Regions from separate parts of the Oryctolagus cuniculus genome. Here region 1 is linked to region 2. The links are chromatin contacts, called in public Hi-C maps. All regions are on one chromosome and are shown on one strand. The core of a region is the stretch at or near the end of the contact, and the rest is flanking DNA. Distances in the headings are between cores, read along the strand shown. Region 1 has its middle 7.1 kb from the start of CCKBR. Region 2 holds the start of CAVIN3 (caveolae associated protein 3).

What was found. Hi-C and Micro-C count contacts between places; a contact is called where the count stands out from the background.
Region 1: a contact with region 2 is called in a Hi-C map of an unstated tissue, with 3 times the contacts expected there. The contact joins the enhancer-like site here to the promoter of CAVIN3 in region 2. A contact is called at or near these places in 2 of 6 Hi-C or Micro-C datasets (ear pinna and an unstated tissue).

What each region holds. Positions count from the first base shown.
Region 1 is chr1:60,631,984-60,637,772 of mOryCun1.1, reverse strand. No RefSeq gene overlaps it. Among named protein-coding and RNA genes, the nearest start is that of CCKBR, 7.1 kb to the right of the region's middle. Within about 2 kb of position 1,467, at least 1 of the 8 cell types and tissues checked has an H3K27ac peak or open chromatin away from gene starts, as enhancers often do.
Region 2 is chr1:60,561,659-60,567,680 of mOryCun1.1, reverse strand. It overlaps CAVIN3 (caveolae associated protein 3), which reads right to left and starts at 4,243. Exons shown (of 2, transcript XM_002708757.5): 1 at 3,537-4,243; 2 at 2,410-2,985. The coding sequence starts at 3,920. The coding sequence ends at 2,584. It also overlaps the pseudogene LOC138846013.

The sequences.
Region 1 (5,789 bases), core at 218-2,717, 73 kb before region 2:
GGATGAAGCTAGGGTTTGGCTTGAGGTTAGGCTCAGAGATAGATTGTCAAGCTGGGTTAGAGTTGGGCCCAGAGTTATGGCTCACGTCAGAGCAAGTATTAAAGTACAGCACATGGAGAAGAGCCTGTACTTGGAGCCAATCAGAGCTCTGAAACATCACTTATTAGCTGGGAACTTTCACCCATTTTCATAAAAATCTTTCGGGGTTGTTGCGAGAAATGCTTAGAGAATTAAAATGTAAATGAGATAATTAATGTAAACTTCCCACCAGTGCCTGGCAGATAGCAATTTCTTCCTTTAAAATTTTTAATTATTTACTTAAGAGAAAAGTAGAAATAGCACTCCCATCTGCTGGTTTACTTCCCAATGTCCCACACTGAGAGGGAGCAGAAGGGGCAAATCAGAGAACTTGGAACTCAGAATAGGTCTCCCGTGTGTGTGGCAGGAACTCAATTACTTGAGGCATTGCCACTCCTTCCCAGGGTGTGCATTCACAAGAAGCTGGAGTCAGGTGCTAAATCCAGGTATCAAACCCCTTAACTCTGATATAGGGTGCAGGCCTCCTAATAGCTAGGCCAAATGAATGGAAGCTATATCTGCCACACACGTTCCTGTCTCAGCAGTCGTGCCTTTGCTCTGGTCGTCCAGTCCTGCCTGGCCCAAACCCTTGGCTGGTAACTCCAGGACTGGCCAGCAGAGGGCGGAAGGCACTCCTTCCCACCCTTCCAGCTCCTTCCAGGCCACAGGATTGCCCTGCTTTGAAAAACTGACAGAACATTCAGGAAGAAATGGAAACTTAGGTACAGGTAATGATGTTGGGGAATCCTGATCACAACTGTTCTGTAAAACTCTTGTTTAGGTATTTTCACAAGGACTGATAAATTAGCAGTGATACTGACGGAAAGCACTGAGGAAGTTGTTCCAAATCAGACTAAAGCTGCCTTGTTGAAGCAGCACCAATTGAATAGATGGGAACATTCAGGATTGCCCTCCCCGTGGACTGAAAATTCCTTGTGTTTTCTCCCAGAGAACACATGGATCCAGAGGCCCATGGATCCTCTGTGTGTCTGACACTGCTGTTCCAGCTCTGTGCCTCTGCCCATTGTTCTCAGGCTTTCCGTTCAGCAGGTCCAATGGGGGCCCCAGAAGTGAATAACTTGGGTGCCTTCTTTGAAGCCCTCACTCCAAATGACTTTCCTTTGGCTTCTTTAACCCTCAAGATAGACCCTGACCTGGAAGACCCAGGCCACTCTTGGCCCACCTGTGATGGCTCATGTCTAAAACCAAGTATGACCATCTGGCCAGAGCTAGCTCCTGGGTGTGTGCATTGGCTCTCCTCCAGCACAAGCCCCAGGGACCTAGAAGCCAGCCCTTTCCTTGGTTTCTTTTCTCCTTCCAACATCTCTGTCTGTTCTGGCTCCAGTCTGCCTGCCTTCTCAGCCTGATCTCTTTGTTTAATTATCCCAAGAGAAGGGCCTACTGCGTAGGCAGGGAATGTGTGGGCAGGAGCTTAGCACAAACACGTATCTGCACATCATAGAAATGCAGAGAAGAGAGAGAGCCTTGAAAGATGTGAGGAGATGGTGCCCTAATCAAACACAGTGGGAGGAGCTGGGCAGGTAGGGAAATGGGCAAGCTGGACAGCCCAAGGACTTTGCTGTGGCTGGCTTCTCTCCTACCTCTGGATCTCAGCTGCATGTGCATGCGTCCATCCAGTGATGCTGGAGGCAGAGTCCATTGTATGACCTCCAGGCTACCGTGTGTTTGATCTCTGGGTCTGCTGAGTGAAGAGCTGGTATTTTGTAGATCTGCAAGCTACCTAGAATAAGCAATACCTTAAAAAGCAAGTTATCTGGTTATGCATTAGGCACCATAGTCTCCTCTCTGTGGTTGTTTTCCCTGAACGTTTACTGAAGGGTTATTTAAATGTTCCCCTCTTATCTCAGTTGTGATATAAGATATTGAAAGAAGGATCATGTGCCCACACTTGGGCTGGTGGAGCAGTGGTATGGTATGGGTGATTGAGACTTCCCCAAGGGTAAGGTAAATTGTTCAAACTGTAAGAATCAAGTTAGGTGTTCCAGAAACCCACTACAAAAACACAAAGCAAAACATAACAAAGGCCTTAGTAGGTCTAGCCTTGAGTTAGAAAGACAGCCTTCCCCAGATGGAAGCTGGTCCTCCTTCATGTCACCTTGCTCTTGCTGCCTTGCCCTGTTAACTTTCTTGTTCTGGGACACAAATCCAGGTCTCTCTCTGATGGCTGCCCATGTGGACTTTGTCATGCCCTCTTTGCTCTGATCTAAAGCCTCCCAGATTCTGTGCCCTGAGCAATTCCATTCCCTCCAAATGCTGGCTTATGCCTGGCATCGATGGGATTTCCTGATTTTGAGAAATGAGCACTGTATTTCATTCCCTCTTTCTGGTGAGGGCTCTCTTCCTGGTTTACAGGAAGCTGCCCTTTTTTCTATGTCCTTACATGGCCTTCCCTCTGTGCATGGTGGAGAGAGGGAGAGAACAATGGGGTGGGAGGGAGGGAAATACAGAAAGAGATTGATTTAGCACTTCTTCCTTTTCTTATAAGGACACTCATCCTATTGGATTAGAGACCCACTTCTATGATCTCATTTAATCTTAATTACCTCCTCAAAGGCTCTTCCTCCAAATACAGTCACGAAAGCAGGATCAGACCCTTGGAATACAGACAAAAAAAAGGACAATCACAAGACATAGAATTGTAGTAACTGTGAGAATCACTGTATTGAGAAGTTACAAAAGCACACTGAAGAGATCCCTAACCCAGACTGATGGTGTTAAGAGCTTCAATGGAGTTTAGTTTTCTGGAACTTCTTTTCCAAGACAAGCAAACATTTATATCCTTTGATGTTCTTTGAACATTCTCTCAATTCCTATTATTACTACAACCAGCAGTCCCCTAAAAATGGTCTATCCTCTGTAGACAATATGGTTTCTCATCCCCCCACAACTCACATAGCACACACTAGGGGTCCTGGGCTCATTCTAACTCTTCTCTCCTAATAGACCCCTGCTCCTCAAACCTCAATTGATTCGTTGTGCTACCTACCCTCCTGCCTTACTCATGGATGACAACTATAAATCTTCAGGAGCCCACCCACTACTCATTTTAGCCTTTGCTCCCCCCCCCCAATCCTTTCTTCTCCAAAACCAGCTGAGGTTTCATGGTCCATTATCTCACCCTTGTCTCTTTTATTTACTATCATATACTCCTAATAAAATTCCAGCACTGGATAAACTTAACCATCAACATTCTCCATGCTTGCATCCAACTAGCTGAGCTCTGCTGGAGAAACTGACACCACTAGAAAATCATGGTCATCAATACTCAAGTGAGTTCTCTATATATTCCTATCGCCTCATTATATTTCTCTAGTCTCCAGTTTCCTTCTCCTATTATATACAGTTTTCTTAAGCCACATTGACTCTTTTTAAAAAAATTTATTTATTTGAAAGGCAGAGTTACAGAGAGACAGAGAGACAGAAACAGAGAGAGAGGGAGAGAAGGAGAGGTTGGAGAAGAGAGGGAGAGAGAGAGAGAGAGAGCAAGCTTCCATCTACTGGATCACACCCCAAATGCCCACAATGGCCTGAGCTGGGCCAATCCAAAGCCAGGAGCCAGGAGCTTCTTCCGGGTCTCCCATGTGGATGTAAGGGCCCAAGGACTTAGGTATTTTCTAATGCTTTCCCAGTCCATAGTAGAGAGCTGGATTGGAAGTGGAGCAGCAGGGACTCCAACAGATGCCTATATGAGATGCCAGCATTGCATGCAGCAGCTTTACCCACTATGCCACAGTGCCAGTCCTCCATGCTGCCTCTTAAGCTTTCAATCACCCCCCCACACACACACACACACACAGATCTCCAGCTTCAAAAGGAAAATAGGAATTATCAGACAGTAACTCCCCATCAAATCTACAGTCTGTTATTTTTGTCAAGATGTTGGTTAGGTTGCTATGACGATAGAGGGAAAACTATGCAGGGACATAAGATTGTAGTTTCTTCTTCCTGCAGAAAACCCAGGGAGGGTACTGTGATTTGAATGCTGAATACCTGCCAAATGTTTGGTTCCCAGGTGGCACTACTGGAAGGTGCTGGAATCTTTAAGAAATGTGGGGCCTAGAGGGAGGTGTTCAGGCCATGGTGGGTGTACCCCTGAAAGGCAGTTCTTTCCAGAGGGTTATTATAAAAGACTGCTTGTCCAACTCCTTCCCGCTCCTGCACCTGCTACTTTCTCTGCTTCCTGTTTGCCTTTTATGCTTCCTCCACAAGTGCTCTGCCATCCACCCTGGGGCCTTCACTAGAGTTTGGACTTTTTTTTTTTTCTCTACAGCTGTGAGCTAAATAAAATCTCTTTCCTTCATAAGTAGTTTGTCTTTGGTATCTTGTTGTAGTAACAAAAGCTATTACAGATGGTAAAACGATTGGACAATAAAGGAGGACCTCTTGTCACTCTGCCATCCCTGGTGTGTTGCTCTTCCTGTGTAATCAGATGGGCTTTACCCTTAAATTCACAATCAGCCTGAAGCAGAAAAGAGGACAGACTTCTCTCCTTTAACACCTTGATTTGGAAAATACAGTTTTCACTTCCACCCACAGCCACTTGCCTGTCATAAAGCCACACTTGGCTGTACAAAAAGAGAAAAACAAAACTAGAGCATATTGGAATATCGTTGTCATCTGGTTGGCTTAGCTATGATTTTTCATCTACAAGCATCCTCTTCTACTAACTGCCTGTTACAATTGAGATTGAATCTCTACCAAACGCTAGGACCCTCCCTTCCTGCTCTGGATTCCATGTCTCACTTCTCAGGAACATTGCCTTATTAATTAACCATTCTCTCTGTGTCTTTAATCTTTCTATATATTCTAGTAGTTCTATCAGCAAAAATAAATAAATTCTGGTCCTCCAATCCTTAAAAATATATTTCCTTCCTCATCCACCTCTAGAGAGTTCTCCCTGCTTTCTTTTCCTTAATAATTATACTTCTAAAGCATCTGCCTGAAGTCACTCAATCTATTTCCTCCCATCATATTCAATTTTCAATACATTCACTCTTCGGCCTCAGCAATCTCACAAAATAGCTTTTGCCTGGTTTCCAAAGATCATCAGGTCACTAAATTCAGAGCCCTCTTCTCAGTCCTCATTTTCTCAATGCAGGAGCATCATTTCAATGAGTCCATCACTCTTTCCGTGAGCCTCTTTTCCTTTTGCTTCCATGCTGTTTCTCTCCTTTTCATCCTCTCTCTCTGTCTGTTCCTCTAATTCTTTTATGGGCTTGTCTTTCTCTATACAGTCTTTAAACAATGGTCTTCTCCAGAAATCTGACCTGGTCCCTATTTCTGCATATTCTACACACTCTCCTTCATTCTGTGGTTTGCATTATTTCCTACACAAGCTGTGTACTCAGATTTCTTCTGGAATTTCTTCTTAGATGTCTAATTGGCATCTGAAACTTAACATATTCACGACAGAACAGATTTGCTTGTGGGAGTTGCTCTCTGCTAGTTACTATTTTCTCTGTTTGGTTGAAGTCAAGGTTATTTATTTTATTGAGAGTGAAGGGAGAGTGTGTGTGTGTCAGGATGGGAGACTGAATTAGAGATTTTATGAGTCCAGAAAATTTGAGAAAAAATACTGTGTAAAATGGGAAAAAGAAGGTGATTGAAGAAATTTAGTAAGACTTCTACTGTGGGATGCAGAATTGTATGAGCTGAATCCTGATTTCTAAAATTGCTGACTTTGAATTCTG
Region 2 (6,022 bases), core at 2,994-5,493:
TTGACTGGAATAAGGTGGGGAGAGTAACCACAGATAAGCACAACCAGTGCAGGTGCACTTACAGGTGTGCAAATGAGCTCCAAACCAAGAAAGAGAAGTGCCTGGCCCTGTAACAGGTGTGCCTTGCTGAGTTCTACAGAGTGGTAGAATGACAACAGAGTATTAGTTCAATGTGATGCCACAGTAGCATGAGGAGAAGTGGTAAAAGATAAGGTTACAGGCAGCTGGTAAAGCAGCTGCCTGCAGTGCTGGCATCCCACATGGGCACCAGTTCAAGTCCTGGCTGCTCCACTTCCTATCCAGCTCTCTGTTATGGCCTGGGAAAGTAGTAGAAGATGGCCCAAGTCCTTGGGCCCCTGCACCCATGTGGGAGACCCGGAAAAAGCTCCTGGCTTCAGATTAGCTCAGCTCCAGCTGTTGCGGCCAACTGGGGAGTGAACCAGTGGATGAAAGACCCCCCCCCTTTCTCTCTCTCTCTCTCTCTCTCTCTGCCTCTCCTTTTATCTCTGTGTAATTCTGACTTTCAAGTAAATAAGTAAATTTTTAAAAAAAGATTTATAAAAAAGATAACATAGGCAGAGACTAACTCACAAAGGGTCTTGAAGATAACATTCAGACTCCAGCCTCATTCTGAAGGTGATGGGGAGACACTGAAGGGTCTGAATCAGGAAAGTGATGTGCTCAGATTGGCAATTAAAATACTAGTCAGATGAAAGAGGGGGCCAGAAATGGGGCAGTAGCTACAGCAATTAAGAAAACTGGGCAGATCACAAACATCAAATCAATGGGGGGTGGGAGAGTACGTGGGGCCTGACGGGCAGCCGCAGAGGCTGCGGGCGCCTTGTGAGTTGCCGGGTGACGCCGACCCCCTCGAGGGCCTGCTGGCGGGCGCGGCCCAGATGAGGGAGCTGGTGTCCGAGCTCTTGGGCCCGCTGGTGCAGCGGGAGACGCGGGACCGGGTGGCGGCGGCCGGAGACGAGGCCTCGGATGGTGGTGATGAAGATGATGCAGAAGATGACAGTGACATTGATAACAGGACTAGTTCAGGTGGACCATCTGCAAAACGGCCAAAGCCATCATCATCGTAACAGTAGCTTTTAGGAGATTTTAAAAACTGCTGCTCTGTCCTCATTGTCCCTGACCTTTAAGGAAGACTTGTGCTCTATTTGGAAAGGCATTTGTTTTTCTTTCCCAGGACATTTTTGCCAAAAAGAATACTGTTTCTACTGCAAAAAAATAAATAAGTGTTTAGAAATGAAGTTTGTTTTCTCAAGTAAGAAATAAAATTCAGGCCATGTAAATAAGATAGAATACTAAATTCAGGCCATGGAACAATAATAGGTTACTTAATAATGTGTAAAACCCTCTAAGAGTTGGCAACTGAATTTTTGCTTTCTGTTTTTGAAACAGCTGTTAAATTGTGATGTCTACATCTTTTAGCTTCTGTTGTACAAAGTGTACAGGTCATGCGTCATGGGCAGTAACATTTCAAGGAACTGGCATGGCAAGTGATGACTATTGGACATTACATGACATGCTGTCAGTTTCTTATAAGTAGAAGGAAAATAAAGTAACAAAAAATACTGAAGTGAAAGAAGAGTCCTTGAGAGGGACCCGTGGAAATTTTGAATTCACACCTACACCGGTTGTAAAGACATCTGAGATGACCCTATTCCGTGGACATGGACTGCTGTTCTGATGTGTCTTGTATCTTGAGAGCCAGATGGCATGTGTTGTTGTGCTCTGCTGTGTTATATGTACAAGGACAAATATAATGCCTTAAGTAAACAATCTGTGTTGACAATAAAAAAAAAAAATCAATGGGGTAACTGTTTCCTTGGGGGACAGGAGTGAGGGAGGCTGAGCCAACAAAGACTCCAAGGTTTCTGAGTGAATGATGGAGCCGTTCACCGGTAGAGAAAACACAAAATGGGGAGAAAGTTTGAACCAGGCCTGGTAGGGTGTGCCACATAGTAAGTATTCAATAAATAGCTGTTGGCTTGAAATGGAACTTAACTAAAAGGAAGAACGATCACTACTTCTAGAATACTTTTCCACTGCAGCTCAAGACAGTGATCTGGCTGGTATGCAGCAGCTGGGAGAAGCCTGAGTGAATATCAGCTGGAAAGGACCCAGAGTGAATCCCGGAAAACTCAGCTTCCAGGAGGTGGCAGAGGAAGAAGAGACTAAGAGGAAAACCATGAGTGGACGGTTACTGAGCAATTTCAACAAAGCACCGCCCTGGATGCTAAGAAAGAAAGTGTGCGTCTGGAAGAGGAAAGTGAGCAGCAAGTGGCCACTGGGGAGAAATATCAATTAACACTGAAGCCACATTCCCCGTTCCAACATGGTCTTAATCCACCTACTGCCTTCCCAACCCCACCCTCACCCCTGCACACAGAGCCTGGATTTCGAGGAAATTACTTTTATTGAGCTTAGCGCAAGCAGGAGTGAGGAGCCTGGGAGGGCCAGTGCAGGCTGTGGGTACAGGATTCGCTCCTTATTTGGGCGTGAGTGCAGCACTCTCAAAAGAATTTACTTTGCGACAAGGCACAGACACAGAGAGGGCAGGCAGCACCAGCCCTAGGCGGCACTCTGTATTTCCAGCTGAGCCGCTTCGGCAGCCCCAGGTCTCCCGGGATCTTCCTCGGTGTCCTTGGGAGGGTCTGGCTCCAGAGCGGCCTCGAGCGCAGGCTGGGCTTCGGGCTGGCTTTCAGCACGGCGGCCTGGCCCGAGGCGGGGCGGCTTGACGGGCGTGGCCGACGGCGCTGCAGGGCCTTTCCGGCCAGAAAGGGCCCTTCTCAGACTCTGGACCTTCTCCAACCCCGTGCGCCGCAGCCGCCGAGCCCGGGACTCCACCGGCTCCTCATCCGAGCTCTCGCCAACTTCGGCCTCTGGCTGCTCTGGGCTCGGCTCGGACTGGTCGGCCAGGGCCAGGGGCTCTGGCGCCTTCTGGAAGGCACTGGCTGGGATCTCGGCCTCCTCCTGCGTGTGACAGACAAAGCATTGACCCGGCAGCCACTTAACCCCGATCACCCTGACACTCGCTCAGATGCTCAAGGATAATCCGCCCCGCCCTTTATTTTGGCAGCTGGAGGGAGAAAGAAAAGGCAGACAGGGAAGGGAGGGAGGTAGGGGGAGGAGCTGCAAATGAACTGCCTTGGTTTGTCAAGCAGTTGGGAGCCACATAGAGGCTTGACATCAGGCTAGCGGCCTCGTGGGCACGAACTGGAGCGGGCCGAGAATTGCACCGGACGCACTGCTACCCCCATTATCTCCACTGGGGGATGGGCTGGACTTGGACCACATTCCTGAGCTTTAAGCTGGGCGACCTGGCAAGGCCAGGCGTGGGAGAGAGAAGCGGGACTTCGTTGTGGGAAGTCGGCGCGACTCTGGAATTTTGTTCCACAGCTTCGCTCGGCGGGCGGGGTCCAGAATGTGGGTGGGGTAGGCAAATTGGGGAAGGGGTGGTCCCCAGATGGTGGCCCGGAGGCGGGAAGAGGCCCCGGATTGGGGGAACGCCTGAGGTCACTGACCTTGAAGAGCAGGACGTGGAGCTTCCCGCGCGCCACCAACAGCCCGTGGTTGGCCTCCAGCCGCTGCATCTGGGCGGCACGGCGCACCGCGCGCTCCTGGGCGGCGTCGGCGTGCGAGCCCACGCGCTCCGCCTTGGCCAGAAGCTGCGCCAGCGTGTTGCTGGTGGTGTCGTGGCTGCGACTCAACGCGCCCAGGCCGCTCTGGATGCGGCGCACCGAGCCCGCCAGGCCGCCCTGCCGCTGAGCCAGGCCTCCTTGCCGCTCGCGCAGCGCCTCCAGCATGGTGGCCAGCTTCTCCAGCAGGGTCACCACCGTCACGGCGTGCACGGGACCCTTCACCGGCGCCCCAGGCACAGGCCCGGGTTCCAGCGCGCTCTCCCCCATGATCCCAGACCGCCCTGCCTGCTCTCCCCGCGGCCGCTGGCTGCGCTCTGGGCTGGGGCCGCCTTTCCCCGGCTCCTCCCCAGCCCCTGCCGTGACTCAGGCAGGCGGAGTTGGCCTTTGCAGGCGGCGGGAGAGCGAGGGGCGGGATGTAGGAGCAGGGTCCTTTGGAGGCGCTCCCCCTGCTGCTGCTCCGCCCCAGGACCCGCGGGGAAGCAAGTTGGCCCAGAATCGGCCCCCCGCGAACCCTCTCGCTGAGTCTGCGTTCCCCTCCCCCGTCCCAATTCCCTAGTGTGCCTTTTTCTGGAACGTACCCTTCCCACGGCAAAGGACGACGAGTCACGGAAATTTTTATTTATTGCATCGAGTGGGCAGAGAAACTATGTTAGTGCGGCAAAAGGATAACCAGAACGGCGCCCGCCCTCGGCTTCCCACGTAGCTGAAAGTCGTGTTTGCGCGGCCCCCAGGCTGGGCGCGGTGGGCAGGGAGGCCCTGGAATGTTCCGCCGCAAAGCGAGAACTCTCCTGGCTGAGGCCCGAGTCCTGACTGACTGTGCACAGGGAGCGGGCGGGGCATCCCCTGGTATTTTCTAACAGTCACTGCCAGGGTTTAGCCGGCGGCTTTGTTTCTTGCGTCTCTGTTTTTTCCTGCTGGGTAGAATTATCCTGTTTTCTTTCTCTAATTCTCTTTCTTTGAGCGTCAAGGGTAAAGCTCAGCAGCGCCTGCCTCACGCACCTCTAACTTGGAGGACAAACGAGAAAGCTTTACAACCTTTGGAAGGTTGTAAAGGGTTAGATTGGGTGCTGGTATGTCTGTTTTGACGGGAGTTGACTGTGGCTCCTGCCTGATGCTCTGCCCAACCCGCTCGGGACACGAGCTTACAATTTTGTGCCTACTGAGAATGAGGGTTTGAAAATGCCGCTGCAGCAGGGGGGAGTGAGCCTGAAGGACCAAGTTAACGACGCGGATCGCGAATTGACGTCGTTAGTTTGGAAAACCCTGTGCGTTATCTAGCAATGCTCAGCAAGCTGATCGCAGTCTCCTGGCTCTGACGCTGATCCTGAGACCTCTCGCCCTGTTTGTCTCCTCACCCAGCCTGTGGGGGGCACTTGACAAGACTCTGGAAGAACTCGGTGTCAGAGGCCCAAAAGGCCCTAAAGCCTGACTTCCATAGAATTACAGCAAAGAATGGGCAACAAACCCCTGATATCTGTCAATGCTAAAATAGTACAAGGTCATATAGCCTGTTCCCTGTAACTAGAGAAAATGAATGCTCTTGGGAACCTGGTGGGAATCACCGTCTCTTCCAGTGTAGCTATACTTGTTCAGAGAGACCAGTCAGCGATGGGCCAGTTAAAAGATTTTCAGACTAAGGGAACCAAAGCACCAACTCAGACTGTTCTCAATAACAGGAAACCCAATTCAAACAAGTGGAAAATATTCTAGTAGAGTGATGATTAAGTGGGCTACAGTTCTCTCGGTCATGTGTGCACCACCCACCGCAGCACCAACACCACCACCTGATTTCAGTTTTATTCTCCCGCTGGTAGTAAGATAGCTGTGGCAGTTCCAGGCCACACATATCTTAATAAGGTACAGAATAAAGAGGAGACCACCTGAAAACTTCAGGACACTGATGTTCCAAAAGCCTCCAGAACCTCCTCTTGCCTGGATTACGTGGCCACTCCAGATACCACTTCCATGGCTAAGAAAGTATCATGCATTGAAAGGCTTAGACCCGAGTTCCTTATCCAATCAGAAGAGAGCTAAGGAGTACCTTTTAATAAATTAGACTTACTCCTGGAGCAGGGTATGTTCAGCTTCCCTGAGGGCATATGGGTGATTTGATAAGAAACTGTATTTATCTTAAAAATCTGGTACTGCTAGGAATGGTTAGAAGGTCAAAAATATCTACCACAGGAAATCTTTCAGTGCATTTGAAAGAACTACTTGAGTAATTTTCAAAGACCTGCTAAATATCTATGATTGTGTAGAATAAGGAGGACCTTAAAGCTTAGCAATAGAGCCAATGTTGATTCTACTAGCTTTATCCCCCAAAACTTCAAGTGTAAAATCCATAGGAGCTGACTGATATTGGAAAATGG